Linked DNA regions of Sus scrofa: region 2 is linked to region 1. A link is a contact called in public HiChIP or PLAC-seq data. All regions are on one chromosome and are shown on one strand. Each heading gives the region's core, a stretch centred on a gene start, on an enhancer-like site or on the middle of the called end of the contact. The rest is flanking DNA. Distances are from core to core; before and after follow the strand shown. Region 1 holds the start of C2H5orf24 (UPF0461 protein C5orf24 homolog). Region 2 holds the start of CAMLG (calcium modulating ligand).

The links. HiChIP or PLAC-seq counts read pairs in DNA pulled down with a chosen protein or histone mark.
Region 2: an H3K27ac HiChIP or PLAC-seq map of alveolar macrophages shows a contact between it and region 1. The contact joins the promoter of CAMLG here to the promoter of C2H5orf24 in region 1. A contact is called at or near these places in 1 of 5 promoter capture datasets (liver), 3 of 47 Hi-C or Micro-C datasets (heart right ventricle, liver and skeletal muscle) and 2 of 2 datasets of contacts at active chromatin or transcription factors (alveolar macrophages and skeletal muscle).

The regions. Positions count from the first base shown.
Region 1 is chr2:137,036,170-137,040,219 of Sscrofa11.1, reverse strand. C2H5orf24 (UPF0461 protein C5orf24 homolog) reads right to left here and starts at 2,249. Exons shown (of 2, transcript XM_005655017.3): 1 at 1,926-2,249.
Region 2 is chr2:136,955,285-136,959,334 of Sscrofa11.1, reverse strand. CAMLG (calcium modulating ligand) reads right to left here and starts at 1,709. Exons shown (of 4, transcript NM_001244893.1): 1 at 1,431-1,709. The coding sequence starts at 1,614. LOC102164588 (a long non-coding RNA gene) reads left to right here and starts at 1,803. Exons shown (of 3, transcript XR_298148.3): 1 at 1,803-2,006.

The DNA.
Region 1 (4,050 bases), core at 1,000-3,499:
ATTTCTAAAGGGCAAGTGTTCTATATGTTCTGCAGTTTCTTTCCCTGCTACCACCAAGAAATCAGTATTCTGCTTATTCAATAACTGCTGAACAATCTGGATAAAGAAATTTATTATGACTGTTACTCATTTAAATAATTAATTAAAGAAAAAGAGCTAAAACCAAAACTTTTCTACTTTGAGATTTCAACTTTTTAAAATGGGCACCATTAGATCCTTGCGTACATAACCATTATATACGCACACGGGCGGTGGGTGCGAATTTGTTGGTATGCAGTATGTGCATATACAGTCAATCCTACAACTTAATCATGCTTCCCTTGTCCCACCCTCAGGGCTGGCCAGCTAAGTGTTCTTTCTTGGAAAACTTTTCCTCTACTATACTACTGAGTTCACTGAAAGCATGCAGGCCACATTTCTTTCTTTTTTTGTAAAATGTAAACCATTTTTAAAAAAAACTGAAGTATTGTTAATTCAGTGTTGTGTTACCTTCAGGTGTACAGCAAAGTGTTAGCTCCATGTGTACAGAAAAATGTGTGTATATATATATATACATACACACACACACACATTTATATATTCTTTTTCAGATGCTTTTCCGTTATAGGTTATCACAAGACAAAATACAGTTTCCTGTGTTATATAGGCCACATTTCTTAACAGAGTCAGAAAGAATGCTGTATTTCTAGAAAGTGTGGACTGAATGAAATCCAAGAGTATAGAACAGATTATGTAGATGCTAATTATCTTTTAAAATAGTTCACAGGATGGAAGAGAGCAACAGTAAATTATCTTTTAAAAGAGTTCACTGAATATAAGGGAGTCAACTAAGAGTTTCTGTATATTTTAACTATGATTAAATTAGAATTCTTAAAGCATATGCTAAAATTTGCCATCCCTGAAGCTGTTTAACTGTGTTTACTTCCTTTTAGTCAGCTCTTCTCTATGAAATAATTCCTTTCCCATCTCGTGAATGTGGAGGCATTACTGCCAACATAGAGAACGCTTTAACTATTTTTAGTAACTTCACAAAGCATTCATTTTTAGGCATCGAGAGATTCTTCCTTTCCTGAAGCCCAAGATCTGCTCTCTTCCAAAGAGCAAACAACACATAATTGTCAGACGTTTATCTCAGGTCATTCTGGCTTGTAACGACTAAAGAGAATCACAACACGATTTTATAATTCTAAGTGAAAGTCCATTTGTGATCGACCTCAATCAGAAAGTCTGTTCAGCAAAAGCTAAAACAAAAGCCAGTCGTTACGCCTCCTGGCCCACCCCGGAAAGTTTTGATACTAGGTCAGAACATAAATAACGGCTTTCTTTGTCTTCTTTCAACTCCTTAATTGTGCCCCACGGCGCCGTTTCCCCGGCGCTGGAATCCTTACTTGACTTGAGGCGTCTAGAAATGTATTACCTGTCGTTAGCCGACAGCGTTTGCTGATGTATTAACAATGACAACTTTGCAGGAGATACACACCCACCCTACAGAAGGAGCTGTGCGCCCTCCGATAATCAAAACTGATAGCCTACTGTCCATGCACTCGGAGTTGTGCAAGCTGTACAAGTCCACCGCTCCATCTAGACTCCATCTCGAAGCCCACAGGCATTAATTTAAAGTGGTGGAGGGTGACTGCCGATTTCTCTCTCTCAAAGAGAAGAAAAGAAGCCGTGACCCCTCCCCCAGCCACAGGAGGCATTTCCCCCCAATAATGGCTCCAAGCCCGGGGAAGAGCAGGCACGGCCGGGGCCCCTCCTCTCGCTCCCGGCTAGGCCAGAGCCCCTCCTCGGGCGCAGGTCGGCGATCTCTCTCTCTCCAGCCCGCAAGGCCCCCCGTTTCCGTCCCTTCCGTGCGGTCTCCACGAGCTCCCGCGGCCCGTACTCTGCTTCCGGCCAGTCTGACAAAACCCCGCGAGCCCACCTACCTCAGCCGCTAGTAGCCCGGCCCCTCAGCGCGTCCAGGGGCTGCCCATCGGCTGGGATCCTCACGCTGGCACCGCTCCCCTCCCAGCCCGGCGCCTCTGCACTGCACGGAGAGCCCAAGAGAGAAGGACAGGCAGCGAGGGCGGCAGCGGCGGCGACGCCGACCCTGATCCCCGGCTCAGACCTCAACCACTGCTCACGGTCCTTCTCGGGACCGAGGAGGAAGAGGCCGCTACAGCCCCGTACGGCGAGGAGCGGCGTGCGCGAGCTCGCGAGGACCGCGCACGCACACGCACACGCGCATCGCGAGACCCAATCTCCCGCCCGACGGCCAGCGCGCAAGCTTGGGAGAGTGGGACAGGGAGCCTGGCTGCGCTTGCGCTGCGTGGGGACGGGCGGGAGGCGGGGCTTAGGCCCGAGCTGCTCGGGTTCTGGGGCAGGTTGGGGGCCACAGAGGGTATGATTTACTGATGTGAATTTTGACTCCAGTTTTGTGACGCTGTAACTACTGCTGACCCCGTTTTTCAGATTACAGGACTAATAAATGATGGAGTCAGGATTTGAACCCAGCATTTCTGCTGTAGAAACTGCTTTTAATTGCTGTTGGCAAAAAGATTTAATAATGCCTTACTGTGCTGAGTGCTGCCCAAAGTATATTAAAAGGACTCAGCTGCTGCACTTTACTTACTTATGGGGGGTGTGTGTGAAACCTCCACTTGTAAATAAAATGGGCGATATTCAAATATGAGGTGTTTGGACCCTCAGTCCTAGGATCATGTGATAATGAAAAACCTCATTTTGTGAGGCTAATTTTTTCAATTCAAACAATTTTTATGACCATGACCACCTCTGAATTACCATAGTCCTCCCACCATTGCAGAAAGGGATGGGACAAGCAGTATGCCTACAAAATCCCCCTATATGTAGCTACTGAGAGGTTTCTGGCATATCGGTCACCCCAAAAAAGCCACTCATTAGAAGGGATTAGTTTCCCCAGTTCTTCCTGCGGTGAATTCGAAGATGTCAGAAAGGTGAGGATCCAGAATTAGGAAGACTGCTGAGAGGAAGATACTTCTTTGACAGCATGAAGAGGATCAAGACTGTATGAGGAAGTCATTCTTAGCACTGAATTCTACCACAGGACAGCACTTGGCCCAGTGCTGCTGCCAGTAGGAAATAAATCAGCAACTTTTCTGGGTGAATACACAAGCCAGGACGCAGACCAAACACAGTACATAGAAAGGAAAGCTCATTCTGGCAGGGTTTCATAGCATGATTCTAATTACTCCTATATGATACTAGAACACAGGACTGATTGTACTAGTATTATCCATATATAAAAGAATACCAGGGAGTTCCCATTGTGGCTGAGAGGGTTAAGAACCTGACATCGTGTCTGTGAGGATGAGGGTTCAACCCATGGCCTTGCTGCAGTGAATGTCACAGATGTGGTTCAGAACCGGTGTGGCTGTGGTGTAGGCTGGCAGCTGAAGCTCAGATTCAACCACTAGCCCAAGGAACTTTCATATGCCGCAGGTGTGGCCATAAAAAGAAAAAAAATATATATATAGGAGTTCCTGTTATGGCTCAGTGGTTAACGAACCCAACTAGTATCCATGAGGACTTGGGTTCAATCCCTGGCCTCACTCAGTGGGTTAAGGATCTGGCATTGCCGTGAGCTGTGCTGTAGGTTGCAGACATGCTCAGATCCTGCATTACTGTGGCTGTGGTGTAGGCCAGCAGTTACAGCTCCAATTGGTCCCTAGCCTGGGAACCTCCATATGCCTTGGATGTAGCCCAAAAAAAACAAAAAAGAAAAAAAAGTATAATTTTTTAAAGGAAAATACCAATATAGAAAACAGCTAAAATGTACACAGATTTGAGGTCATAGTAAGTAGCCTTCCAAAAACTTTTTAAAAACAAATTTTCTCTAAACAAGTTTAATTTTTCCTCTTTTTTTTTTTTTCCCCCTGCCACCCTGTGGCATACGCTAGATCTTCTAACCTACTGTGCCAGGCCAGGGATCCAGCCCGCATTCTGGTGCTGCAGGGATGCCATGGATCCCATGGCACCAGAGCAGTAATCCCATCATTGCAGTGAAATGAGAGAATGCACTGCTGTGCTGCC
Region 2 (4,050 bases), core at 460-2,959, 80 kb after region 1:
GAAAGATACTTAGGGATGGAGCAAGCTATAAAAACCACTGCAAATTTTCTTGGGTAACACATCTGAAAAGTATGACTGCATTGCCTGCTCTAACTTATTTGGTTAAAAATATAAAATTATCAGAGCTTTTTAAACTCTGTATTTGAATATTACATTTCTGAATCCAGAGTCCTGTCAGCACAGGGTGTGGCATATTCTACAGCTGCTGTTTACATAATCCTCCTACTGGAGTCAGGGAGCCAGTGATAGGTACTTAAGCAGATTGAGGATGCTATTCTGCTTTCAAAGAAAACAAAAAAAACCTTTAATGACAAATAAAATACAAATTTTAACATAATAGAACAACATATACAATGTACCTTGAGAAAGAAAATAAATGCTTCAGGAAAGAACACATATTCTGCTATTAATCCTTAAAGGGGAAAATACGTCTTCTCACCATTGTTCTAGAATTTGAAACAATACTCTTACCTCTCTTGGTACTTTTAAGTCGCAAACCTGTGAACTGTCTAGAAGTTCAGAGCTACATAGCTAAAGGCCCACAAAGAAGTTAACACAAAGATCTACAGAACTTGCAACCAGTGACCAAAGGCCAAATACTAACTGCAATGCTCAGTGGAAACATAGAGAATCTGACATAATATCAAGTGCTCAGTGAATATTCACAGAAAAAAAATTTTAAGAGACTCTTTGTAAACGTCACCTGGAGAGAAACGAGGAACTCTCTTCAGCGTCAAATTCAGTTCCTGACATCACTTAACCTCAATCTCAGCACACTAGGAGATAAGACCTCACTCAGATGGACACGTCCCACTTGCTGGGTCTCTAAAGAACGGTCCTTGCAATGTTTTTCACCTGTTTTGGAAGGCCTGTCGAGAAGGGTTGAGGGCACCAAACCCAGACACGAAGCTCTGACCATGAGCCCCCGATCCGCGTAGGAAGGACCAGGGGGCACTTCAGTAAAGACAAGTGCATGCGGGCCGACAGTTACAGCAAAGGGCAAAAGAAGGGAGACGGTAGGGAAGGCAATGGAAGGGAAAAAGCTTCAGAAACGGAAAGAAAGGAAGGCACAAGAGCCAGAGCAGTCTGGGGATAAGATGTGCGTCCTTCAAGCAAGGCAAGGGGGGGAAGGGGCCCCCTCTGGGTAACTGGCCAGAGGGTCTCAGGAGCGAGCTTCGCCGCCGGCGGCAGAGGTGGGGACCACCTCAGGGCGAAGCCCCCCCACTGGAAAACTGAAGAGAGAGACTAGAAACGTCCCTGGGTTAGGAAGTGAGAACTTGGGACCCCCAGCTAAGGAGCGGGACCAGAGGGGAGGTCAGAGAGCAAGGCTTGGTCAAAAAGGTCGGCAGGGTGGAGGGAAACGATCCACAAGACTCCTAGGGACCGGCGTGCGGGGGGGGGGGGGTAACTAGGGAAACGGAGGCTCTCACCCGCGCTGCTCCCCGGCCTGTGAAAACCCATGATCCGATTGATGCGCTGTTCTGAGTTCATGAGCAGCTTTCTCCGCCGCAGCTCGGCCCGACGCTGGGAAGCGGACAGGCCTGAGCCCGCCAGGGCCCCCGGCCGGTCCCCGCTGTCGGTAGCGACGGTGACCGGCTCCATCTTCCCCTCCATAACCCGGGAGTGGTGACGACGACGGGGGCGGCGGCGGCTGCGGCAGCGCGGATGACTTCAGGCCGGGCCGCCGGGCGCGCGTGCCCCAGTCTCTGTGGACCCGCCCCCCCGAGCGCGAGGCCGCAGACGCGGCCTCACCATGCGCGCCGCCTGACGGGACCAAACGCGAGGCTTGCGCCGCCATCTTGAATGAGGGCATCGGTGGCCGTCCCAATTCCTTGGGCAGGGCTGGCTCTCGCTGTTTCTCTTCCCCGCGACTCGGTCTTCCTGCAGTTCAGTCGGAGGTGAAGAAAAGCGGCACCTAGCCTGACGCAAGGGCACCGGATAGGAACGAGAAATAGACGACCGCTCCTCGGCGGTGCCAGGAAGCAAAATGGAGGTTGCAGCGGCAGGTACTGGTTTCCGGTGACCTCCTGCGGCCTTGCGTATAGGCCTGGGGAAGAGGTTAACTGCGAGAGTGACGCTTCAGGGAGCTCTGGGCGTTTGGGGTTTGTTCTTGGTGCTGATTCCTCATCTGTCACTGCGCTTCCCCCAAGTACATGGCTAGTTTGTTTCGCCTGTCTTTGTTCAAGATTCTCCCATTGAAGTCTCCTCTGTCCATTCTCTTTAAATTACCACCCCTTAGGAGTTTCCATTATGGCTCAGGGGTAACGAATCTGACTAGCATCCATGAGGACGCAGGTTGGATCCCTGGCCTCGCTCAGTGGGTTAAGGATCCCGCGTTGCCTTGAGCTGTGGTTTAGGTCGCAGATGCAGCTCCGATCCGGCCTTGCTGTGGCTGTGGGGCTACAGCTCTGATTCAACCCCTAGCTGGGGACGTCCACATTCAGTGAGCGTGGCCCTAAAAGAAAGCAAAAAAAAAAAAAAAAAGACAAAAATAAAATAAATTACCACCCCCTCTCAACACTCCTTATTCTCCTTATCTGCTTTTTCTCCTTAATACTTACAACCGACTCACAAGCTAAATGTACTTTTTTTGTGTATTGTCTGTTTTCTCATTAAGTAAAACATAACTCCATGAAGACATGCACTGTTGGGTTGACGGCTGGAACAGTGAGTGCTCAGCAAGACAGACTTAACCGTTAGGCCATGTTAAGGGCCAGCAATAGGAACCTAAGAAAATTTTTCATTTGATTTTCTTTTAAAATCAGAAGAAATGTGTCATAATTTTTATATAGTGACGAATCCAGCTTGGATTATAGTCGTTCCCATACCAACAGAGTCATAAAATATAATTTTAGGAATGTGTTTATGGAGGAGAGAGCCCACGAAAACAGAGTACCGAGGGCCCACAGAAGTCGTCGTTCAGCCCTGGCGCTAAGTAATAACTATTTGAGTGAGTAAATTGATAAAGGAGTTGAATCCCTCAACAGCCCTTGCTTCATGGACGACGTAGCCAGTTTACATCAGAGGCTAGGGGGTGAAGCAATCTAGTGTAGCCTCTGCAATGGATCTTGCTACACAAGTCTGCTCAAAATCAGGAAGTTGGTGAAACCCTACTTAGAAGGTAATAAAATACTATTTTTAACTGTTTAGTCACCTGACCCTGTCCCAGACAAAAGGATTTTGGAAACAAGTGTTAAGCCAATGAACAAGGAGTTCCCCTTGTGGCTCAGTGGGTTATAAACCCAACTAGTATCCATGAGGATGTGGGATCTATCCCTGGCCTCGCTCAGTGGGGTAAGGATCAGGCTTTGCCATGAGCTGTGGTGCAGGTTGCAGATGTGGATGCAATCCCACATTGCTCTGGCTCTGGCTCTGGCTGTGGCCGTAGCCACAGCTCCCATTCGACCCCTAGCCTGGGAACTTACATATGCCTCCGGGGCAGCCCCCCAAAAAGCAAAGAAACAAAAACAAAAAATGAACACAATGAACACCTTTTTTTTCATCATGCAGCTTGATGTGACATCTTAGTTCCCAGACCAGGGATTGAACCCTGGCCAAAGCGATCTTAACCACTAGGCCACCAGGAATTTTACCTTATCTTTTGGTTCAATAACATAAGGAGCTCAAGTATCAACACTGAAAGATCCCCCTTAATTGGATGAAAGCTAAATCTCAGGGACATGCCCTAGTTAATAATTTTAAAGTATTAGAAAATGTCCCCTTGGAGTTCCTGTCATGGCGCAGTGGTTAACAAATCCGACTAGGAACCATGAGGTTGCGGGTTCGGTCCCTGCCCTTGCTCAGTGGGTTAACGATCCGGCGTTGCCGTGAGCTGTGGTGTAGGTTGCAGACGCGGCTCGGATCCTGCGTTGCTGTGGCTCTGGCGTAGGCTGGTGGCTACAGCTCCGATTGGACTCCTAGTCTGGGAATCTCCATATGCCGAGGGATCGGCCCAAGAAATGGCTTAAAAAGACCAAAAAAAAAAAAAAAAAAAAAAAGAGAGAGAAAAAGAAAGTGTTCCCCTGTATATCTGTACAGATCTACATCTCT